Linked DNA regions of Mus musculus: region 2 is linked to region 1. A link is a contact called in public HiCAR-type data. All regions are on one chromosome and are shown on one strand. The core of a region is the stretch at or near the end of the contact, and the rest is flanking DNA. Distances in the headings are between cores, read along the strand shown.

Evidence for each region. HiCAR-type assays count read pairs that join an accessible place to other places.
Region 2: a HiCAR-type map of kidney shows a contact between it and region 1, with 4 times the contacts expected there. The contact joins the enhancer-like site here to the promoter of 4930573H18Rik in region 1. A contact is called at or near these places in 4 of 39 promoter capture datasets (embryonic stem cells, hippocampal neurons and liver), 5 of 15 datasets of contacts at CTCF or cohesin (CD8 T cells, the G1E-ER4 cell line, large pre-B cells and 2 more), 125 of 484 Hi-C or Micro-C datasets (the 63-12 cell line, 8-cell embryo, the AML12 cell line and 76 more), 11 of 115 datasets of contacts at active chromatin or transcription factors (astrocytes, bone marrow-derived dendritic cells, embryonic stem cells and 5 more) and 3 of 9 other capture datasets (adipose tissue, liver and pancreatic islet).

The regions. Positions count from the first base shown.
Region 1 is chr3:97,088,063-97,094,759 of GRCm38.p6, reverse strand. 4930573H18Rik (RIKEN cDNA 4930573H18 gene) reads left to right here and starts at 1,975. Exons shown (of 4, transcript NR_152120.1): 1 at 1,975-2,351.
Region 2 is chr3:97,168,629-97,175,399 of GRCm38.p6, reverse strand. Acp6 (acid phosphatase 6, lysophosphatidic) reads right to left here. Exons shown (of 10, transcript NM_019800.4): 7 at 3,658-3,758; 8 at 1,502-1,597. Among named protein-coding and RNA genes, the nearest start is that of Acp6, 13 kb to the right of the region's middle. Within about 2 kb of position 2,874, at least 13 of the 459 cell types and tissues checked have an H3K27ac peak or open chromatin away from gene starts, as enhancers often do. A contact at or near this core is called in adipose tissue, astrocytes, cortical glia and 1 more, where this site is marked.

The DNA.
Region 1 (6,697 bases), core at 726-3,225:
AGAAGTTAAAGTTTTTAAGTTTCACAATATCTAATCCTTTGAATTAATAACTTGTTGACAAAACATTTTAAATACTTGGCTGTAAAGGGGCAGTGACTAATTGCATTTTCAATCATTTCTCTTAAGGAGCGGTTGTAACTAGAAAGCTTGAAAAGTTATTAAGAGTCACATGTGCATAATTTATTTATTTATTAACTAGAAATAAGAGCATTTATTTGTAGCAAATTATTAAGTAAAAGTCCTCAAGAATTAATACTATTATGTGGAAACAAGTAGTAACTGAGGACACTAAAAGGAAAGAACTATACATACATAATTTTTAAGAATACTAAAATATTATCTTAAACCATAACTGTTATGAATATATAAAGAATGAGGTTATATATCCAATCTATTTTATATGGACGACCTATAGACTGTCTGAGATATAAATTTATCCTGGCATTGTTTTAAAATGTCCAGGCAATTAGGACAATTTAATAAATGTCTAAAAATTGCCTTCTTAAAAGGACAGCATTATTTTTTATGAGTTGTATATGCATAAGCAATTGTAAATTTGAGAATTAATAGTATCTGAGGGACGAACAATCTTAAGCAATTGTGAGCTCTGAAATATAGCATTGACTACTAATATACAAATTAAGGTTTGATTGTTTAGCATTTTAAAACACCATCTACAGCACACAACTAGATTATTTGTGCTGAAACAGGGGGAAACTGTGTGTCTCAAGGCCCCGCCCCACAGCAGCCAGCAGCTAGCTGGGCCCACATGGGCCAATGATCAGCTGGGAGGATGAGAAAAATGACTTTACAATGATTTTTCTGGCCAAGGAATTGTTTTGGGCACAGCTAATATTTAATTACTAATGAATATAATTAATAACAATTATAAAAGCTTTCTTTAATTTTTGTAAAACCTTATGTAGTAAACTAAAACCCTAAGTAATAAAAAGATATTGTCTCTGAATCTTTTGGGTGAGAGCAAGGATTTAAGGTAAACTTCCCTTGAGAAGCATTAGTTAATAAAATACTTTTCACTTAGGAAACAATATACACTGAAAGATTTAAACTCTTAGCTTCTTGTATAGAAGCAGAGACAATAAAAATTTTTCTTACATAATGTAAAGCTATATTAGCCATACCTAGAGGCAAAACTTTCCAGTGATTACCAGTTCACTAGAAGCAAACCCATTATCATGCAAGGGAAAAAAAAAACCCGAGCCTTCAAACCTATAATAACCTTACATGAAGTAGGCAAGCCAGATTGTAATGCCTTTATAAGTTCTACAGTCTGATTGACCCTTCTATAAACTTTGAATTAGAACTTTATTTAGAACAACTTCTGGATAGATCTGCAACAGTGTTCGTTTAGCTAAAACAAAATTTCCCTGGAGGCAGTGAGAGGCAAGTTTCAAGAGCTTCCTAGGCACCAAGTTTCAAGAGCTTCCTTAGGCACCGTTTGTAAGACAAAAGAAAGTCACACAAGCCCTGCTGAGGCTGCTCTGAGCTTTGTTTGGCTCTATGGCCACAGAGAGCTGTATTAGTGCTCTCATAAGATGATTCTGTAAGACCCCAGATGCTAGGCCTCAGCTCAAGTCCCAGGATGAGCTGGCCAACACCCCAACATCTCGAGAGAAAAACACACCTGATGCAAACTGCAAGAGGTTTTATTATCAGCTAGCTGAGGACGAAGTCCCTCCACAGTACAGGGCAGGGGAGTTTGACCCAGAGCAGTGACAGTAGGGGGCTTTTAACAGCCAGCTGAGGAGTTGGGAGGAGAGTTGGGAGGAGTTCTTCTCTTCAGAGTGTCCTTGGTGAAATTTATAAGGCAGGAGTGGGGAGTGAGTTCTTTCTGAATTTTTATCTCCATGTCCTCAGCACAGGAAGGCAGGCATCTCTGGTTGTACAGTATAGAAACAAAAAGGCTTTTTGCTGGCTATAGAGAACAAAGAGCTTCTTTCTGGCTGTATTTTTAGAGATCAGGGAAAACAAGCTTGGGGAACATCCAGGGGCTTTACCTTCCAGGGAGAAACGCTCTAAGTCGGGGTCTCACATTCCCCACTCCTTCTAGTACATAGTTCTAATCTTAGAACTAGGAAAATTAAAACTCTGGCCCAGTTGTCAAACAAAGCCAACATGAGGTCGCAACTTTAGGATATGTAACATTGAGAGCCTCAGAAGCCCCTTGAATATGACTAGAGAGTCTCTCCTCAGTGGTAGGAGGGAGGGAGGAGGTTCCTGTGCCGTGCCTGGTGAGTGTGAGCAAGGCCATGCCAGTGGGCCACAGCAGGGCCAGGAGGGGGAGCCGGGGCGCATGCCCGAGGAGCAGCGGGACTTGTCGGAAGCACCAGGTAGGGTCCCTTCCATCTGGGTTCAAGGTTGTTAGAATGGTGGTGCCAGACCAGGACAGGATCTCCTATGTGAAATTAATGTGGCACCACGGTCGTTCCTGGTTCGTATGTTTTTTCAGCAATTCCCAGGAGTTTTTTCTGACCAGTTCTAGGGCCTTTAAGAGAGCTAGCAGGGGTTGGGAAAAAAGGAACATCAAGGTCAAACATTCTCCTGCTTCTGTTAAGGGGGGCGGTCCCCCACGGAGGAGTTCAAAGGGTGTAAGTTTAAATTTTCCTGGGGTGTTCTGTACTTGGAACAAGGCGAAGGGAAGGAGAGCTGTCCAATCTTTTCTGCCGGTCTCTAAAGCCAATTTAGTTAAGATTTCTTTTAATGTTCTATTTACCTGCTCTACCTGTCCTGAACTCTGGGGTCTATAAACACAATGTAACTTCTAATCTATCCCCCAATTGTCTGGCTAACCCTTGGCTTACCTGAGTAATGAAGGAGGGGCCATTGTCTGATGAAAGTACTTTAGGGATGCTGAATCTTGGGAAATTTTCCTTTAATATCTTCTTTGTCACGACATTGGTGGTCTCCTTCTTAGTGGGGAAGGCTTTGACCCACTCTGAAAAAGTGTCTATAAAACCTAATAGATATTTACTACTGTACTTGGCTGGTTTAACTTTAGTAACATCTACTTTCTAGTATACCCCTGGCCGGTTACTTCTTAGCCACCTTCCGGGGGCGTTCTTGTGGTACCCGACATTGGTGACAGCACAGACTTGGCATTTATTAACAATCTTCTGGGCAACGTCGAACAGTTTTATAACATAGTAGTTTGAGTTCTTAACAATTTCTTTGAGCTTCTTAGTTCCCAAGTGCGTGAGCCAGTGTAGATTGGCTACATATTGTTGCCCTTCTCTGGTGGGCAGGACGGAGCAACCATCTTGGGTCTTAGCCACTCCCTGGAGAGTGTACCTACATATCTCAGGTATTTTGCCTGTTAGTTCCTGATCTTCTGAAGTATAGTCAAAGCCTGTGTCTTTGAGTTCATAATGGTTTTTAAGTTCTTTATTTTTCTCTCTAGCTATGAGGATCTTAGCTCTTTGGGCCGCCTGTTTGACAGCCAGGTCAGCCATCTGATTTCCCTTTGCTATTGTATCATGGCCTTTCTGGTGACCAGGGTAATGTATGATGGCCAGTTATTTTGGCAAGTGTATGGCTTCTAATAGGCTCAAGATTTCTTCTTTATTTTTAATATCTTTCCCAGCAAATGTGAGTAGTCCCCTTTGCCTATAGATTGTCCCTTGTATGTGAGCGGTGGTGAAAGCATACCTGCTGTCTGTGTAGATATTGATGTTCTTCTCTTCTGCCAGCCTCAAGGCTTGGGTGCGTGTGATTAGCTCTGCTCTCTGGGCTGTCGTCTCTTTAGGCAAGCTGCTGGCCCAGATGGTTTGTTTTCCGTTGACCACTGCTGCCTCTGCTTTTTGCTTTCCTTTAACCAAAAAGCTGCTACCCTACGTGCACCAGTTGGGGCAGCCTGGCCATGGCTGGTCAGTGAGGTCTTTCCTAGTTCCGGTTTCTTCTGCCAGGATGTCCATACACTGGTGTACTGGTAGGGAGTTGTTGGCTTCTGGCAGCAAGGTGGCAGGATTTAGGACAGCAGGGGGTGCAAACTGCACTCTCTCAGTCAGTAAGAGGCTCTGATAATGGGTCATGTGAGCATTAGTCATCCAGCGATCAGGCGGTTGTCTAACGATGCTTTCTAAGGCATGGGGGGCTACTACTATAGTTCGTTGACCTAGAGTCAGTTTGTCAGCATCTTTGAGAAGTAGTGCCACAGCAGTGATAGCTTTTAAGCAAGATGGCCACCCACTGGCCACTGGGTCTAATTTTTTTGACAAGTAGGCCACAGGTCGTTTCTATGGCCCCAGAGCTTGGGTCAGGGACCCCTCTCACTATTCCTGCTCTTTCGTCTACATAGAGAGTGAAAGGCTTAGTCAAGTCCAGCAGGGCTAGGGCTGGTGCACTAAGCAAGGCCATTTTAATCTCTTTAAAAGCCTCCTGGTGTATGGGGGTCCATGAGAAAGTACCAGTCTCTTTAGTAAGGGGGTAGAGTGGGGCTGCCAGAGTGGCAAAGCTTGAGATCCAGAGCCTACAAACCCAGTCGTGCCCAGAAATTCCCTCACCTGCTTCGAGGTTGTTGGAATGGGGATTTGAGTCACAGTCTTTTTCCGAGCTTCTGTCAACCACTGTTTCCCTCCCCTGAGAGTATAACCCAAATAGGTTACTTCTGTCTGGCAAATCTGGGCTTTCTTAGCGGATGCCTTGTATCCCAACTTGCTCAATTCCACTAGTAATTTCTTAGTTCCCAGTCTGCACTCTTGCTTGGTGGTGGCAGCAAGAAGCAGGTCATCAACAATACTGAAGGAGAGAAATTTGGGGGTTTTCTGACCTGAATGGCGCCAAGTCTCGGTGGAGGGCCTCATCAAAGAGAGTAGGAGAGTTCTTGAATCCTTGAGGCAAACGTATCCAAGTTAGTTGTCCAGCCTGTCCTGAATCTGGGTCTCTCCACTCGAAAGCAAAGATTACCTGACTCATGGGATGTAGTTTTAGGCAGAAGAATGTTTCCTTCAGGTCCAGTACCGTATACCATTGTCTGTCAGGGTGGAGAGAGCTGAGTAGATTGTAGGGGTTAGGGACAGTAGGATGAATATCTTGTACTCTTTTGTTTACTTCTCTTAAGTCTTGTACTGGCCGATAATCATTAGTGCCTGGCTTTTTAACTGGTAGCAACGGAGTATTCCAGGGAGACTGACAAGGGACAAAAACACCTAGTTCTAAGAGCCTTTGAATGTGATGTCTGATGCCCTCTCGGGCCTCTTTGCTCATGGGGTATTGTCATATCCCGATAGGAGTCCCACCAGTTTTTAGCGTCACAACGATGGGGGGGGGCACCTTGACTCTCCCATACCTCCAGTCTCTGCCCAGGCTTGAGGATATCTCTCTAACCAGGTCCCTTCTAGTACTTTTCTCAATGGGGCTTGAGGCTCATGTAATCTATCTATCTATATATTTTATTTTAAAGCTAAAATTATAGATAGGGGCTTGCCAAGAGATTGAAGTTCCTTCTGAAGAGAAGCTTATTTGGGCTTTTGATTTTGATAGTAAGTCTCTCCCCAACAATGGGGTGGGGCATTCAGGAATGAAGAGGAAGAAATGAGTTACTTGGCTTTTTCCCAAATCAACTTCCCTATCAGTGGTCCAAGAGTATGGTTTCTGACCAGTAGCCCTGATTACTATGGTTTTCTTGTTCCTCAATTTTCTTGGTGGCTCTTTCAGGGCTGAAAACTCTGCTCCAGTATCAACAAGGAGATCCATGGGGGTCACCTCCACAGTTAGGGCTACCCTAGGCTCGGGGAGGGGGTCCGAGCCCCGTCTCCCCTAGTCATCATCCTCTAGGGTAAGGACCTTGGGCGGTCTGGTATCTGTCTCTTTCTTGGGGCAGTCTCTTGCCCAGCATCCCTTTTCTTTACAGTATGCACATTGGTCCTTATCTAGAGGTGATCATGAAGGTCCTCTGGAGTTCTGAGGTCTTTTTGGCCCTGTGTTGCCCAGGTACCCTGTCTGCCTACTTCCTCTCTGCCTACTTCCTCTACCTTTTCTATAAACTTCCTTATCACCTGCAAATGTAGTCAAAATCTTAGTTAAATTTCTTTCTTGCCTTCTATCTTGTCTACTTTCTCTTGCCTCAGCCTCTCTCTTTTCTCTTTCTTCTTTTTTCTTTTTTCAGTCTCTCTCTTATGGTACACTTTCTCTGTCTCCTTAACCAGATCTTGCAAAGAAAATGTTTGCAGACTCTCTAGACGCTGTAACCTTCTCCTAATGTCAGAAGCAGACTGCCCGATGAAAGCCATGGCCACCGCCACCTGCTGGCCCTCTGACATAGGGTCAAAGGGATTGTAATGCCTGTATGCTTCTAAGAGGTGCTTAAAAAACACTGCTAGGGACTCCTTTTCCTCTTGTAGGATCTCTCTTACCTTGGCTAAATTGGTGGGGCACTTGCCAGCTCCTCTCAGCCCTGCTACCAGAGCCCAGCAGAAAACTGTCAACCGCTCCCTACCTTCAGGCCTGTTAGGGTCCCAGTCAGGACATGTCAGAGGGAAGCCTGCATTTATTTCATTCAGAAGTTGTGTCAGCCGTCCATTGGCCCCTAGCATGTTCTTTCTTGCAGAATCCTTTTCTTCTCCTCTGTGGTGAAAAGAACCTGTAAAAGCTGCTGACAATCATCCCAAGTGGGCTGATGAGAGAACATGAGAGATTTCATTAGATTAGTAAGGCTAGAGGGGATTTCAGAGAAGGGGGC
Region 2 (6,771 bases), core at 1,625-4,124, 80 kb before region 1:
TCCTGCCCACTCACTTATTCCTCCCCTGGTGAGAAACGTGTGGCCTACCTCTCTACTTCCTCTGGGTCCTGCCATCCCATGACTGATGTTCTTCCTACTCTTGGCTACGTGAGTGTAGGAGGGTCACTCCCGCTCCTTGCAGGTTTGGAAATTTTAATTAGTTTCAAACATATATTAAGCTGCTTGGTCTTTAACACATGTCTCAGGCAGCCTTAGCCAGTAATTTAAGAAGCCATTTTATGGTATCTGTTTGATGCCAACATTTCTCTCCTCAGCATGGTCCAGCACTTTACTGACTCTCAAGCTAGGAGACCAGCACAAGGGGGAGAGCGGCAAGGAGCAAAAGGTGTAGGAGATGCCATGCAGGCGTGTGTGATGGCCAGAGACGGACAGGCACGGCTTCACTGTTAGAAATGCTGGGGTTGGAAAGATGACTCCGTGGGTAAGAGCACTGACTGCTCTTCCAGAGGTTCTGAGTTCAATTCCCAGCAACCACATGGTAGTTTGCAACTATCTATAATGGGATCTGATGCCCTCTTCTGGTGTGTCTGAAGACAGCTACAGTGTACTCACATGCACAAAATAAATAAATAAATATTCTTTTTTAAAAAAGGAAAAAAGGAAATGCTGCTCCAAGTTCCAGGCCTGTTTTACCCCTAGGAACTCAGCTCCCTGCACCTCTCGCACCCACTGCAGGCTTTTAGCTGTATTATCTCGAGCCCTCCCCTCTCTTCACGTCCTGGCAGTACTGAATATTAAGGAACATCTAATTAAAATGTAGGCTCTGCTTGAACATGACAGAGAGGAGCCTAAGACTTAAACAAGTCTCCAGGTTACGACACTGTTGGCAAACCACAATTTGTGAAGCTAGTTCCCAGGACACATGACATTCCAAATCCAGGTCCCTAGCCTGTGAAAGTGGGGATACAAGCCCATAAGCTGTTTCCAATGTTTTAAAAGGTACAGTGATCATACTTTCTGTACACCAAATGAAAGATTCAAACCAAGTCATCATTGTTTTGGACTATCAAAATATCAGACCAGTGTGATACTAATGTACTTGGCATACATCCAGTTAAGTTTTTTTTTTTTTTTAAGATTCATTTCATTTATTTATTATATGTAAGTACACTGTAGCTGTCTTCAGACACTCCAGAAGAGGGCATCAGATTTTGTTACAGATGGTTGTGAGCCACCATGTGGTTGCTGGGATTTGAACTCGGGACCTTTGGAAGAGCAGTCGGTGCTCTTAACCACTGAGCCATCTCACCAGCCCCAGTTAGTTTTTTAAAAAGAAAAGAAAAATAATTTTGAGACATTAAAATAAAAACATTCAAGCAAAGCCACAGCAGGAAGAAAGGTAAAAGGTTGTGACCTGCTTGGGAGTATATGGCCTTGTAAGCACCAGCCACCCACAGCCTTGTTCTTGACGCTTACCCTTGGTCCCTCCCTGCAGCCAGAGGCCCCCACAGCTCTCATAAGCATTCACTGTGCTGGGTACCTGGTCTTGCTGGGTGCGGTGGTAGGGTCCACAGTTTTGAGCAGGTTTCCTTCCAGGATGTGTAGGAATGGGCCCACTGCCATCTGGATACTTTCCCTGTGAAGCGGGAATAACATTCAAGTACCCAGCAGGAACTCAGTGCTCAGGAGAGGGGTCAGCTCTGCCTCCTAGGACCTCAGGAGCCCAGTCAGAGGAGGCGAAGAAAAGACAAGTGACGCAGGGGGCACAGCAAGGGCAGGGGGAGAAATGGTATCAAGTTTGAGGGTTCTCTGTAAACAAAGACTTCCAACAAAAACATCAGGATATATATATATATATATATATATATACCCCTACCATGAATGCAGCCGAGATGGAGACACTCAGGGAGTTACAAGGAAGTGGGCCCTGGGCTGGAGATATGGCCCAGAGAGTAAAGTCACTTACTTCTAAGCCTGTTAGAAATGGGGAATCTACGTAGTGGAAGGAAGCCCATCCACATCTGTATACATCATATGCATGCATGTGCACACATCCTACACATGCATGTGAACATGCACAATAAATAAATGTAAACAAACAAACAAACTACACCTTGAGGAATCAAAAGGCAGAGCTGGGAAGGGTAGAGGGAACAAGATTCAGAAGTCTACAAAGGCAAAGCAGTGGGAAGGAGGCGCACCCGCTGCCTGGGCCTCCAGCCACCTCTAACTTCTGGAGCTGAGCCGTAAGGACTCTTCTTTAGTCCTGTTCAGCTCCCATCCCTTTTCATCTGGGTCATCTCGTCGCAGTGACGGTAACTCAACTCTCAGGGTGAGGAGCACAGCAGAGAAAGGCTGCCAAGTGACAAAAGACGTACTGTAGCTGTGCCTCACACTTCTACTGGGGGAGGAAGACCCCCCCAACTAAAACACAACCTACTACTCTTAGGATTCTAAATACTTAATTGTACAAGGGAGAGGAGGCTGGCATGATTGGTGTGAGTCTGTTGTGGAAATTGCCACCTTCATAGCTGAAGGAATGGTAAGCAATGGCCGAAGGGGGCAGGGGCAGCCACTGCATGTGGCCTGTGCTTGCCAGGTACACAGGCCAGACAACCCAGGCTGCACTGTGACGTTGTACCATTTGTCCTTGAAGAACACATCAGTTTTGTGAAACTGATATAAGTAGAACGACCAGCGGAGCAGAAAGAGTGCTGCAGTGGCTAGATACAAGCTGCCTGCCTGTTCTCATGAAGTTTTACTAGAACATACACTTGCCAGTTCGTGTGCATATTACCCATAGCTGCTTCACGATGCATAAGAATGAAGCTGCGACAGACCAGGCACGGCCCACAGAGCCTGAGGTATTTACTGAGCACGTTTATGTGTGGACTGGCAGGAGGGAGGACAGTGAGTGGTTTGGCTGGAGCACTTCTGCATGCCCAAGACTAGCACACAGGCAGGCATGCTGACTGACTCCAAGCCAACTCGACCAGGGGCTCTTTTCTTACACAACCGACCCTGTTAATTCTTGAAACATTAACTGTTCCCCTCCCGCCAATAGTCCCGGATTATCCCTTCACTTTGGCCTGACTGTTTCCACCTATTCTTAGTGCAAACTGGATGTTCTTAATCATTAAAAGAAAAGCAATGGGCGTTCCAGAATGGAATCACAAGGACCAGCAAGATGCAGCAAACTGGTCAGAGGATCTGGGACCAAGTCTTCGCTCTGGCACCTGCCAAATGAGCCCAGGAAAAGTAGCCAGTCTCTCTCAGCCCAGTGCTTCTCTCTGTCAAGCAGTGACAGGGATTAAAGGAGGGCTCTGTAAACCCTGCACAGCAGCAAAAGATGCCTCCCAGGCAGTGAGAACAGGGAATTATTTGTAAACTGAACCAAGACCAACAAGACTGTAGCATGGCTCCTCCTGCTTCCACTCCCTCCACCTCTGTCTTTTGAAAGGTAAAACAAGAGTCTGACACTCTGACACTCTGGACTCTGTGTAACAGGGACAGAGATACAGGTTCCTACCCCAGTAAGAGCAGAGGCCTGAGGGTAGGCTAGCAGAAAGGGTTTTCCCCTCTTCACACAGAGGTGCCAGCTGAGAGCTGATACTGCCCGGCCCCAAGGCATGCAAGCACAAAAGCATGCACCTCTGCCACAGACTGAGCACGACCTGACCTGACCTGACCCCTCACCTGTCTTCTTGTTCCACCACATACAGGGCCATGTCCACAGCCCTCTGCTCAATCAGCTGGGCGAATCTCTCCAGGGCCGGGCAGTTTAGAAGGCTGTGTACCTGTAAGAGTCACTGGTGATGTCACAAGACAACACTTCTTGCCTACTAAGGGCGCCAATTAGCTTCTATTAAACCATAGGGGCGGGTTTTTTCCTGGGAAGCCTATGTCCTCAGGCCCTCCAGAACTGTTTCTACAGATCTATAGGCACAGAATTGCTCCTTGTTTTTAAAGATTTCTTTACTTTTATTTCACATACATTGGTGTTTTGCCTACATATATGTCTATGTAAGAATATCATATCCCCTGGAATTGGAGTTATAGACATTGTGTGTGCTGGGAATTGAACCTGGTCCTCCGGAAGAGCAGCTAGTGCTCTTAATAGCTGAACCATCTCTCTAGCTCTATATAGGCACAGAATTGTAAAAACTGTTCCATACCCCATGATGGCTCCCATGCACTCCAAGTCTTAAAAAACTAACAATTTTTAACTTTTAATGAAGAATAAAATATAAGTCAAGGAATTGACAAATCTCATTTGATTTTTATTTTTCTTAAAATGATTTTAGCAACTGCATGCCATATAAATACTTTTCACGAACCCTTGCCATATAAGCCCACATTTACTAATAAACATGAGCACTAGGCACACTGAGGCTTGGGGGCACCGTCCTTTCTGTAAGAGAAGGAAAAGGCCCACATACTGTCTTTGGACATCAGCACTTCAGCCCACAGAAGCCCTCCCACAGTGTGATGCTATTACTGCATGGGATGTAATACACATTTCACTGCATTTTAATAACATGTTTATATTACATAAAATGTTATATGCATTCATAAAATGTAAAATGTATAATATATTTTTAGTACATAGGAGGATTTTATGGATAAATCATATAGGAACATGAAAGGCAACCTCGTCTCTGGCTGAGCTAAGGTTTGAAACCCCGGTGACCCTGTAGGGGATAACCCTACAAGGGACGGTAGGCGTTTTGCCACCCTCCTGGACACCAGGCTCCTGGCACTAGGCCACAGCTCTCCATAGTTTGTGGTCATCAGTCACATAAGGGCAATGCCCCAAGCCCTTCCATAGGTAGCAGACGTGAGGACAGGTCACATAGCCTCAAGATAGATCTCCATTTTAATGAGGTACCTAAAGGCCTGGAGGCTTAGCCAATAAACTCTCCTTCCCAGACACTCCTCCCTGCAAAAGGTATTTACCTCAGGCCCGCCCTGAGAAGTGGGGTACGGTTTTACTCATCGCCACTCTCCGCCATGACAATAAATGTCTTAACCATGGACTGTCTCTTTTCATCGGGATCCTCCGTGGGGAGCAATGGAGAAGATCTTCGTTTAAAGAGCCCCGACTAATCTCCCACAGGAGGCCTCTCAGCACTCCCAGCCAAGGCCTCCACCAAGCCAAGCCAGCCACCGACAAACCAAGGGCGATCCTTCCCGCCGGACCCAGCCAGAGCTTTCTTCTCTTTCCCCCTTCAGCCTAGACCCAAGCCAGCTCTGGCTGCCCCCAGGAACCTCAGACTGTACTCCCCCACCCCAGAGCGGGGTCCTGAGGCTTCACATAGTCTGAAACCCACAACAGCATGGTCAAACTTCACACATCCCACCTCCTGAGCGGCTGGAGCCCCAAGTATACACGGGGCACCTCATAACCCAAAAAAATCAAATTGAGGAAAATAGTCTAAAGGATTAACCAGATTACAGATATCTCAAAAATTTATATTAATTGGTTGTTCAATTGTGTGTGCATATGCACACATGTGTATATATGTGCATATACATGTGTGTACATACATGTAAGTGTGTATACATGTAAGCATGTGTGTGCATGTGTATAAGCATGTAACTGTATATATACATGTAAGTGGGTATATACATGTGTGCACAAGCATGTAACTGTGTATATATGTATGTGTGTATACATGTAAGCATGTGTATGTGCATGCATGTATGTACATGTGTAAGCATATAACTGTGTGTATACATGTAAGAGCACATGTGTGTATACATGGAAGCGTGTGCAAGTGTAGGAGGTAGAAGATGCACCGCCCCAGTGAGCATGTGACAGTCAGAGGACAACTCATGACCATCAGTTCTCTCCTACCATGTGGGCTCTGGGGATCAAACACAGGTTGTCCAGCTTGGAGGTGAGCATCTTATCCAATGAGCCATGGCATCAGTCCAATATTTAAATATAAACATGTTAATATAGTTATTTGAGGAAGAATCTCACTGTGGAGGCCAGGCTAGCTTCCAACTTTTGATGCTCTTGCATCGCATGTTAAATGCAGGGATTACAGGCCTGTGGACCCCACCCAGCACAGAGTTTTAAAATATGCTAGCACTCATGCAGACTCTCTAAAATATGACACAATAAAGAGGGGCCCCAAAGGTTCTGAACCCTGAAAAATGCTAAATTTGCAAGGAGAGCATGGGGGTGTCCCACACTTGTAACCCCCGCACTTGGGAGTCTGAAGCAGAGATCTGAGGCAGTTCTGAGCTGCAGAGCTAGATCCTGTCTTGAAGAAAGCAAAACTTAGCTTGGGAAGATAGATCACTCAGTAAACTGCTTGCTGCACAGGCTCAAGAGCCTGCATTTGGACCCCAGCTGTGGTGGCACCAGCTCACAATTCCAGTTGTGGGGTACAGGGACAGGCAGATCCCTGAAGCTTACTGGCCAGACAGTCGAACATGCTTGCTAATCTAGCCCAGTTAGAGACTGTCTCAAAAACCAAGGTGGATGTATCCTGCAGAAAGACTTCTGAGGTTGTCCTCTGGCTTCTAAACACACATGCACATATACACATAGAAAAACGGTATGGGTATACTTTAACATACTCTCTACTCATAACCAAGCCCTACCTATCCCCACTCCCCCAAACACACAGGCCAGGCAATGTGGGAAATGAACTTCCAGAAACTGATCTAGAACTGTCTGGGTCCTGTGTGAGGGTCCGTTGATCTGGGCCCTTCAGCCTTCACATGCACCCCATTTACAAACCCCATTACAGCAGCCTGCAGACCAGAAGGGCTTCCAGTCAGTTCCAAGTTAGGAGC